2 separate regions of the Macaca mulatta genome follow, and region 1 is linked to region 2. A link is a contact called in public Hi-C data. All regions are on one chromosome and are shown on one strand. Each heading gives the region's core, a stretch centred on a gene start, on an enhancer-like site or on the middle of the called end of the contact. The rest is flanking DNA. Distances are from core to core; before and after follow the strand shown. Region 1 holds the start of CD164 (CD164 molecule). Region 2 holds the start of SESN1 (sestrin 1).

Region 1 (4,509 bases), core at 1,972-4,471, 270 kb after region 2:
TCTTAATCCCTAAAACAGCCTTTTAAAAAAACTAGGCGAGGAAGCACGCACCTGTAGCCTTGGCTACTAGGGAGGCCAAGCTACGAGGATTGCTTGAGCCTAGGATTTCAAGACCAACCTGGGCAACACAGGAGATTCCATCTCATAAAAAAACACACTACTGAGCTTTAGTTATCAAGTATTCAGGAATCTAAAGGGGGGATGGGAAACAAAAAGAGACTTTCAGGAGGAGTGCTAGGCAACTGGCACTTTAAAGGAGTACTGGATTTACAAAATAAATAGTGCACAATATCCTAAATGTCCTACATAACTTCCAAGTGTTCAAGAGTTATTGTATTTTAAAATGTTATAACAAAACAGTTCTGCATCCCCAAAGTTTCTTACCTTTACATTCTATCCAAAAGCAGGTAGTATTAACAGTGCTAGCATTAAAACAGGAAACGCAGCTGTTTCGACCTTCACAGGTTTCTGGGGGGTTGGGGGAAGAGATGCATGAAATCAATGATTTTATTGGTATCTTATCTGAATCTGTATTATCTTTTTGAACAGTAAGTATTACATACAGCACCAAAATTACTAATTCAAAGAAATGATAAAACTTTATAAACTGGCTTACTAAGAAATTCCAATCATTACAAAGCTGTAAGTAAACGCATTAGAAAAACAAACAAGCTAGTGGTCACTCTTAGTACAGTGCCTGATGGTATCTATCTAACCAATCCTTTTTCACAGGACAACTAGTTGAAAGACACACACAGTCATTAAGGATTCAGGCATTTCAAAGCATCCTTAATACATAAAAATATTGAGAAAAAGGCTTGGCTGTAAGACCAACACTACATATGAGAAAATCACTACGCCCAAACATCAGATAAAACCCTGAGATTTTTAGTAGTAACAGTGGTAAACAGGCTGAACCCAAGCCCTGATGATGCCCGTTCTGCTGCAAAAAAAGATCATTTCCCAGGGATTCTCGACTCATAAATGATCTACTCTTGACAGGATCCTCTACAACTGGAGACAACATCTATAAGGCCATATTCACGTGCATATAATTCAAGTTAACAAGGTATTTGTCAATAGTTCATCCTAGGCCAAACAGTCCAGAAACAAGTACTCATCACCATAATTCAATTTCCGGAGAAGAACGGACTATAAAATTGTGCTCTATTTTCCAGTGAGTAAAAGCAGTAAAATGAAAGAAAAAAAGAATTGGGCTCTATTCATTTTCCTAGAAACTAGATGCCTCCGAATATTTTCATTTGCTTTGCTCCTGCCTAAAAAATAGTTCTGCAGAGGCACTGCTTTCAATACTTCACCATTAGTACTTATTAAAGACTGGGACACGTACGGTGGGCGGGTGGAGGGTTCATAAAGTAGAAATGAATTTTAAGTTTGTATACATAAAACATGCTGTTTAAAAACCTTTGTGCTTGATGGGTCTAGCGGAGTGAAATGTCTGAAATGTTCTTTACAATGAACTAAACTTCCTACCTTTCAGACCACACCACACCCACTATGATTTCCAGAAAATACGTACCTCCTTTGCACGCACTTCAATTACACAAAGGCAATTTGATACTTCCAACCTTCTCTTACACACACACTACAATTCTGAAAGGAAACTGCCAAATTAAGTCGGAGACAAACATATTCTGCTCTATCACCTTAAAAATAGTGCGGTTAGAATTCCCAGTATTATACTGCAATTTACTTCCCTCGTTTTGAAATGTTACCATTACATCTTCCTGAAACTAACAAAACATTAAGTTTACTATGTACTTTATCAAACTTTTATAAAATACTAAAACTAGAGGAGAATTTGTAGACTATGAATGCCGTGATAAAAATCATTACACTTCGGCATTCTTCGGTCGAAAAACCAATGTTAACTACACAAACATTACTTCTTAACTAATGTTAACTACAATAACCAATCATACGAGACTGCAGGTTTTAAACATCTGGTGTTTCTCCTGCTTATTACCTCAAACTTATCTTCCTTCTCTCTTCTGCGTTGTCACGGTATGTGCCAATTTCTGCTTTAAAATGTATGTATACCTTAACCAGCCTATTCGACTGTACGTAACAAAAGACATGCTCCTGATCAGGTTTTAGAAAACCCACAGACCTGGGCACAAATCCCAATTCCACAACCTACTAATACGCTGTCTGAGCACAGGACATAGTGAAGAAAATTTTAAAAACAATTGAAAAAAGAATAAACATACACTGTGAGGAGAGTTTACTCATCTCTGTCTCTGCACCTACCTCCTAGGTTTCACTACTTACCTTCCAGTTTAGCCTCAGGATACGTACGCAAAACACTCAGTACATATATGGGTACTTTTCTTCCTTTTCGCATACCATGAAGTGTGAAGTTTTCACTAACTACGTGCTCAAACCTCAGCTACATTCTATTCCTATCTGCAGAATCAATGTAATTAAATCTCAAGCGACTTTCTCAGACTCAAGTCTGAGACACCAGCGAGCATTACCGTCTTTAAGTTTCTCTTTCCCGGACTTCCGGAAAAAGCTACCTCCGGAGAGAGGCGACCGGCCGCAGCGAGAGGCAGCTCGGTCCCACCGCCAACCTCAGAGGCGCGACGCCCGGCCCCATCCTCAACCCCACCGCTGCCCCCGCGAAGAAAAGCCACGTCCTCACTTCCGACCCCAAGTGAGGCTAGGGATTACGATGCACTTTTAAAAGGCACCTCGACTTGGAACACTTCGAGGTGGGCCCCAGCCCCGCAGCCACGGGGAACCGCGAGTCCCCTGCCCCCCAGAGCGCTCCCCAACCGGCTCAACCGCGAGTGGACTCCAGGCGGGCCGCCATGTTGCCGGAGTCGCCACCGCACCCCGAGCGCGGCCGGCCCGCCCGACCCTGGCCCCAGCCCGGGCCCCGACCGCAAGACGGGCAGGCAGTGCGGCTCGGCGGAAAGCCCATAGGGCCCGCGCCCACCTGGTGCCGGAGTGGTGACCAGCGGGAGGGACGTCACCGGCGCCGAGGTTATGTTGGAGGTGGGCGCTAAACTCGTCACGTTCGTGTGCGGGGTTGGGTTCTCTTCCGCAGACAGCACGCAGAGCACGGCCAGGCAGGTGACGGCCCAAAGCAGTGAGCGGGAGAGCCGCGACATCGTGTCCTCAACGCTGACGTCCGGGGGAAAGCCGCGGCGCGCAACGCTCGGTCAACTCCTCAGTCTCCTGCGGCGCCGCCTCCGAGACTATGTTTCCCCGCGGGAGCGCGCTGGGGTCACGTGAGGGGCCCCTGTTCTCAGTGTGCGGGGGCGGAGCGGAGGGAGGTGGGGCTCGGGCGATACCAACGGGAATTCTACGGGGGGAACCAGGGGGAGTTGGGAAGAAACCGAAGGAACCTGGCCCTCAAAGAGACTGTGCCACAGCCAAGAAAACTGGGAGCCCCTGCAAATCATTCTTCTTGCCCTCCGATTACCACTCACGACGCAGCTGGACTTGTCTCATACCTGCGATAGGGACGGCCCCCACCCTGACGTTCATGGAACAGCCGACATGACGTGGCCTACGGCGTCCACCTGACCGCCTCGCCAGGCCGTAATTCCGCGGCCCCACGTGACCTCCAGGGCCGCGCCTTCCGGACGCAACTCCGCTGGGGCGGAAGTTGGTTTTGTGCGGCTCACAAGAACTAAGTTTGTGCTGTGCTGCCGGATCCCCAGAGTGTTTCCTTATATTCTCGGCAGGACCCCTTCCTTTTTTCTTGAAGATTGATTTTGCTGGAAGTTATCCTATGATGGGACTCCCTAGGGGAATGGAGGCACCACGTGGTTAAGGAGTTTGTGCTTTGCCACCCACGTAGTGTGGGCTGCTGAGGCGCCGCCCGGGTCAGAGCCGCAGAGCGTCTACTCTGTCACTTTCCCAGCCTGACTTTTCCGAATTGCTATTTCAGGCGGCGGTTGCAGCAGCCGGTCTGTGTCAACTCCACCACTGTAGTCAGAGAATCAAAAGCGGTCTGAGTTGGAGGCCATTGGGGCGGCTGCCACCCCCACATTACCAGTGAGGAAATTTGAGACTTAGAAAAGTGACCTGACCTGGATACGGGATTGCCTGGCATCAGCGCTGGATTCTTAAGTGCCTGTTAGTGTTCAGGCACTGCTAAGACTTTTATTTAGTAAGGGTGAGCGCCATCTACTGCCAAGACTCACAGAATGTTCGCAAAGTTTCATACAGTTATCAAGTGGTAAAAATCAGACTTCAAAGTTGTATTTAATGCTGTGTTTTCAGCTGTTGTACACTTATGTAATTTTAATTATGCAAAGTTATCCTAATAATATAGGAATTTTAATTGCTTTCGTGAGATCTGTTATGATGTGCCACGAACGCCAAAAAAGATGACTGCATAGTGCTTTACCTTTTTGCTCAAATAGAAAGCTTTTTATTTCCCCTTGGGATCTTATCAGTGTCGTACCCTCAGGACTATGAACATTTGTTCCAATACCTACGCTAGTTGGAGTAGTGTTGCTTGGATGTAAACAA
Region 2 (4,211 bases), core at 232-2,731:
TATAAGGTGTTACTGAATATTCTCAATATCTAAAAACTTTTTTTTAAAAAAGTCTTCTAACACACCTTGTAATAAAACAAGATAAATTATGAACAAAATGGAGGAAAAACTATAATATTTTTAACCTGCTGCACTCATATCTTAAATAGCTACACATGTGAAAAAGAAACAATTCAGGCAAACACAGAGAAAGCTGGTTGAGCAATTTGCCATAAAAGTGCTTCTATCAAATACCCCACCTGGGTCCACCTTTTCAACATGAAAATGTTAGCTTTTTTAAGAGAGCTTTTTATTATTTATATAATTCTCTTCTTGAAAAAAGAGAGGTTGCATTTAGAGAACACATCCTGGTTTGTTTTGTTTTTAAAAATAAGACAAAATTGTTCCACCAATTATATTGAACGGGCTGACTAGGAAACATTTAATACCCTTTATCATTTTAGAGGCTTTTAAATGTGAGCCTTTCCACTCAGAACACTGTGACAATGTGAAAAAACACAATGGCTACATTTCCCAACAACATGTAAAAAGAAATATAAGGAAAAACAAGTATTTACTTGGAATTAACTGTAGTTTTCATATATTCTTCCAGGAGCAAAGCAGTTTCTGCCTAAAACTCTCTAGAAAAACGCTACTTGTTTACTTACAGAACACTCTAATTTAAAGATGTAAACTCATAATCAAAGTTTACATAACAACCTAATAGAAACAAACACAACGTGAATAATTGCAAATAAAATTTCACTGTACTAGGGAGACAGTTTTGTATTTAAAATGCTCTTCCTTACCTGGATGCTCTTCAGAATAAACTCACTTTTCTCTCTTACATCTTTGAAGGGACACCTCTTAGAAAGCATAAGCAGATGAGCAAGTAGCTTATTCAACCCATCCGAAGACTCGGTATTTGAAAGCCCGTCTGATGGACGATGAGGTGTTTCTTTCACCGAACGAAGACACTCGCTTTTCCTCAAAATGGTTTGCCTAATGTTTTCCAGTGCTGTCTCTCTAGCAGTTGAATCTCTACTGCACAGTCCATCCCATCTCACTTCATTCTCTCCTTCAGCCATGACAATAGTTTTTCCTTTGCGGTCTTCAGTTACCTTTCAGCATGTCCCCAAAAATCACTCTGTGTTTTTAAAATGAAAAATGTAAAAATAAAATCAGAGAAATCAAATCGTCATGAAAACACACATATGGGTAACATTTGGAACCACTGGTGTCTTCAGCCGATCTACAAGCTAGATCACCCTCTCACCCTCTCCTTGTACACTAAAGGGCAGTCTTCCTTCTGGAAAACAAAGTTGGAAAGTTGCAACCTTACAGCGCTGGCTTTGGTGGACGGAGAATTTCGGGGAAGCGTTCTCCTCCGTCTCGCGGGGTCAGCGGATATCCTCACGTTGTGGAGCTGTCAAATCCGTGCTCTGCCCCAAAAGGCTGGTAACAGTTGAACGCCCTCCAGCCATTCGGGGCTTTTTTGTCTGTGCAGCCACCGGGTTCTCTCGAGCTTTCCCACCCCGCCCCTCCTCCGACACCAGTCCCCGCCCTCCGCAGCTCCTCCCAGCGCCTCAGCAGCCGGCCGGGCGCCGGCAGGGAAGGCTTGCCGAACCCTGGCCCACTGGCCGCAGCGGCCGGAGGCTTTGGCGCTGCTGGAGGGCGGCAGTCTCGGGCAGCCGCTGTCTCGGCGGGCGGCGATGAAAAAAAGCGTCCCCAGCCCCGCCAATTCCGGACCCCCGGGAAGACGCTACTTCTCCGATCCCTGCACCCTCGCCCACCACCGCCGAGCCAGAGGGCATAGGGCGGCCCTGGCAATCCTCGAGCGCAGGGCTGGGCCGCGGAGCTGGCGGGGCGGCGGGGCCCAAGGCGCAAAGCCCGCCCTTCGCCCAGCCCCATCGGTGGGGATCAGCCCAGAGGGCGGGAGCAGGGAGGGGAGACGGGGTCCTCACCCCCAGCCCCTCCCCTTTCTCCGCCCGGCACAAACCGGGAGCCACCCCGGCCCCAGCGCCTTCTTCCCCGCCCAGGCAGACGCGACCCGCCGAGGCAAAGCCATTGGAAAAAGCCCCGCCCTCTGGCAGGCTACCTCCGGACCCCCAGTGCGCCGCGCGCGGCTGCCAACCGCTGCCGGCTGCTACGCATGCGTGACTTAGAACAGGGCACAAGCGCCTCCGGAGGCTCTAAGCTTGCGCCCTGGGGCGGTTTCCGTTCCCGGATGTTTGGAGTGTGTCCTGGAGAAGGGGAAGGAAAAAGTAAGGCGTAGAAGTACACTGAGACTTCGTCACACACAAAACAAGCACGACAAAGAAAAAGGGCACGAAGGGACTCCTGGACGAAATTGAGTCTACATTTAAGATCACCGTAAAAGTAGTGACGGCCTCTTTATTACTCCAAACCCCAGATTTAAGTCGGTGGGACGTCTTCGCGTTGACTTGTGGGGAATGTAGTTTTGATGCTGCCGGCGCGTTTTGTTTGCGACAGAAACTACAATCCCCAGAGGCCACTGCGACGTCGCCTGTGGCTGCCCGCGAACCAACGGTTAGCGGTGGCAGGGGCTGACTGAGAGTGTCTGCTTGGTAAGCACTGTAGGCTGGGTTGTCACCTTTCCTTGACAGGGTTTTTCCTTCCTCCATTTCCTCTGGGATTTTGGAGACGAAGCCATCTAGCGTGGCCTCCCTTAGTCCAAGGATTTTTCCAGTGGCTTGCGTGGGAAGGACTAGTCCAGCTGCCCAAGCGCGGGGTGTGGTGGGTGAGGCGAGGATTTAGGGATCCTGATCCCGAGGGTCGCAGGGAGCGGCCTAAGAAGGAAGGATGCTGTGGAAACTGGAGCTTCGGGCTGCTGCTTCTGCTTCCACCCTTTTCTGTGGGCAGGCGCGGGATGGATTTGGGATCTCTGCGCATTTGCACCTTTGTTTGCCTTTGCTTAGGGATGTTCTGGGCTTTATTTGCTTTTAGAAAGTCATTATTTGAGAAAAGTCGAGGTTTGAACGGCCATCAGTGGACTGATAATCGGTGTAGATTTTAATTCTTTATGTTGCAGAATTGCATTACATTAAATTCTAAAACTTTCATCTTGCTAGGCACTGAATATACAACAATGAGAAAGACAGTCTTATCCAGTTAAGAGGAACCAGTTGTTAGACATACAGTTACAATACTATATGATATCACTGGGATGCCTAGAAGGAGATCACTTAGCCCAGTCTTGGAAAGCCAGGGAAATCTTCATCCCAGCGGAAATGAAGATCAAAAGAACAGCATATGCTAAGGCCCAGAGCGAGAGATAGGGTACTTTCAGGAAACGTCAGTAAGCCAAATCATACATACTTGGCGGTGTGGGGTGGGAAGGGAAGGGTGCTTTTTGTGTATTGATGTACTTTGAAGCTACAAAGAGACAGATATTGTGAATTCTTTACATTGTTTCTGTAAGTGAGCTATTTTTGAATAGATGCATAGTTCTGATGAATTGGTCGAATTTCAAAAGCCTGTTACATTCTAACACTTCTAGTTTGAATCCGAATTTTGAAAAGGGAATAACTTATGAATGTGATTGAGAAAACAAAACAAAACCATTCCGTTTTTATCTCCTTTTTGGGATGATCATCCTCTATCCAGCCCATAAAGGGTAGGGTAGTTTCTTAAGGCTGGGTGCCTTTTTATGCTGTAGTTAAATATGATCTCATGTGTACCCATGGCTTCACCAACATTTATGACTCTCAAATGAATAGCTCCATTCAGCTTCACCTCTCAGCTTTCACATATCTATCTCTTGGATATTTCTTCTTGGATATCTCAAAAGCATCTCAAACTCAACATTCCTAAAATCAAATGCATAGTTATCTGTTACAAATCTGATTCTTTTTCAGTGTTCCTTATTTCAGCAAAGGACACTACCATCCATCTACTTGTGAAAATTTGAAAGCTAAACATTATTCTTTATTTCTTCTTGCCCTTCATACTTTTATGGCTAAATTATTACCAAGTTCTGCCAATCTTATCTCCCAAAATATCCTTCAAATATATTTTTCTCTCCACCTGTCTTCAAACTGTGGTAATCTCTCAAGACCGCTACAGTAGCAGTTATTCACAATGACCCTCCTCCATTAGTTCTCCATTATAGCTACCAGAATGATTTTTTTGAAACTGCAGATCTGATCAGATTTTCTCTTGGTTAAAACTATTCAGTGGTGTCCTGCTACTGTTAAAATAAAGGCAAAACT

Evidence for each region. A called contact is a pair of places that touch in the nucleus more often than the background predicts.
Region 1: a contact with region 2 is called in a Hi-C map of liver, with 4 times the contacts expected there. The contact joins the promoter of CD164 here to the promoter of SESN1 in region 2. A contact is called at or near these places in 5 of 14 Hi-C or Micro-C datasets (blood, cortical neurons, fetal cortex germinal zone and 2 more).

What each region holds. Positions count from the first base shown.
Region 1 is chr4:14,478,836-14,483,344 of T2T-MMU8v2.0, forward strand. It overlaps CD164 (CD164 molecule), which reads right to left and starts at 3,222. Exons shown (of 6, transcript NM_001265743.1): 1 at 2,963-3,222; 2 at 385-468. The coding sequence starts at 3,137.
Region 2 is chr4:14,207,805-14,212,015 of T2T-MMU8v2.0, forward strand. SESN1 (sestrin 1) reads right to left here and starts at 1,482. Exons shown (of 10, transcript XM_077999246.1): 1 at 789-1,482. The coding sequence starts at 1,067. It also overlaps a transcript of CEP57L1 not described here.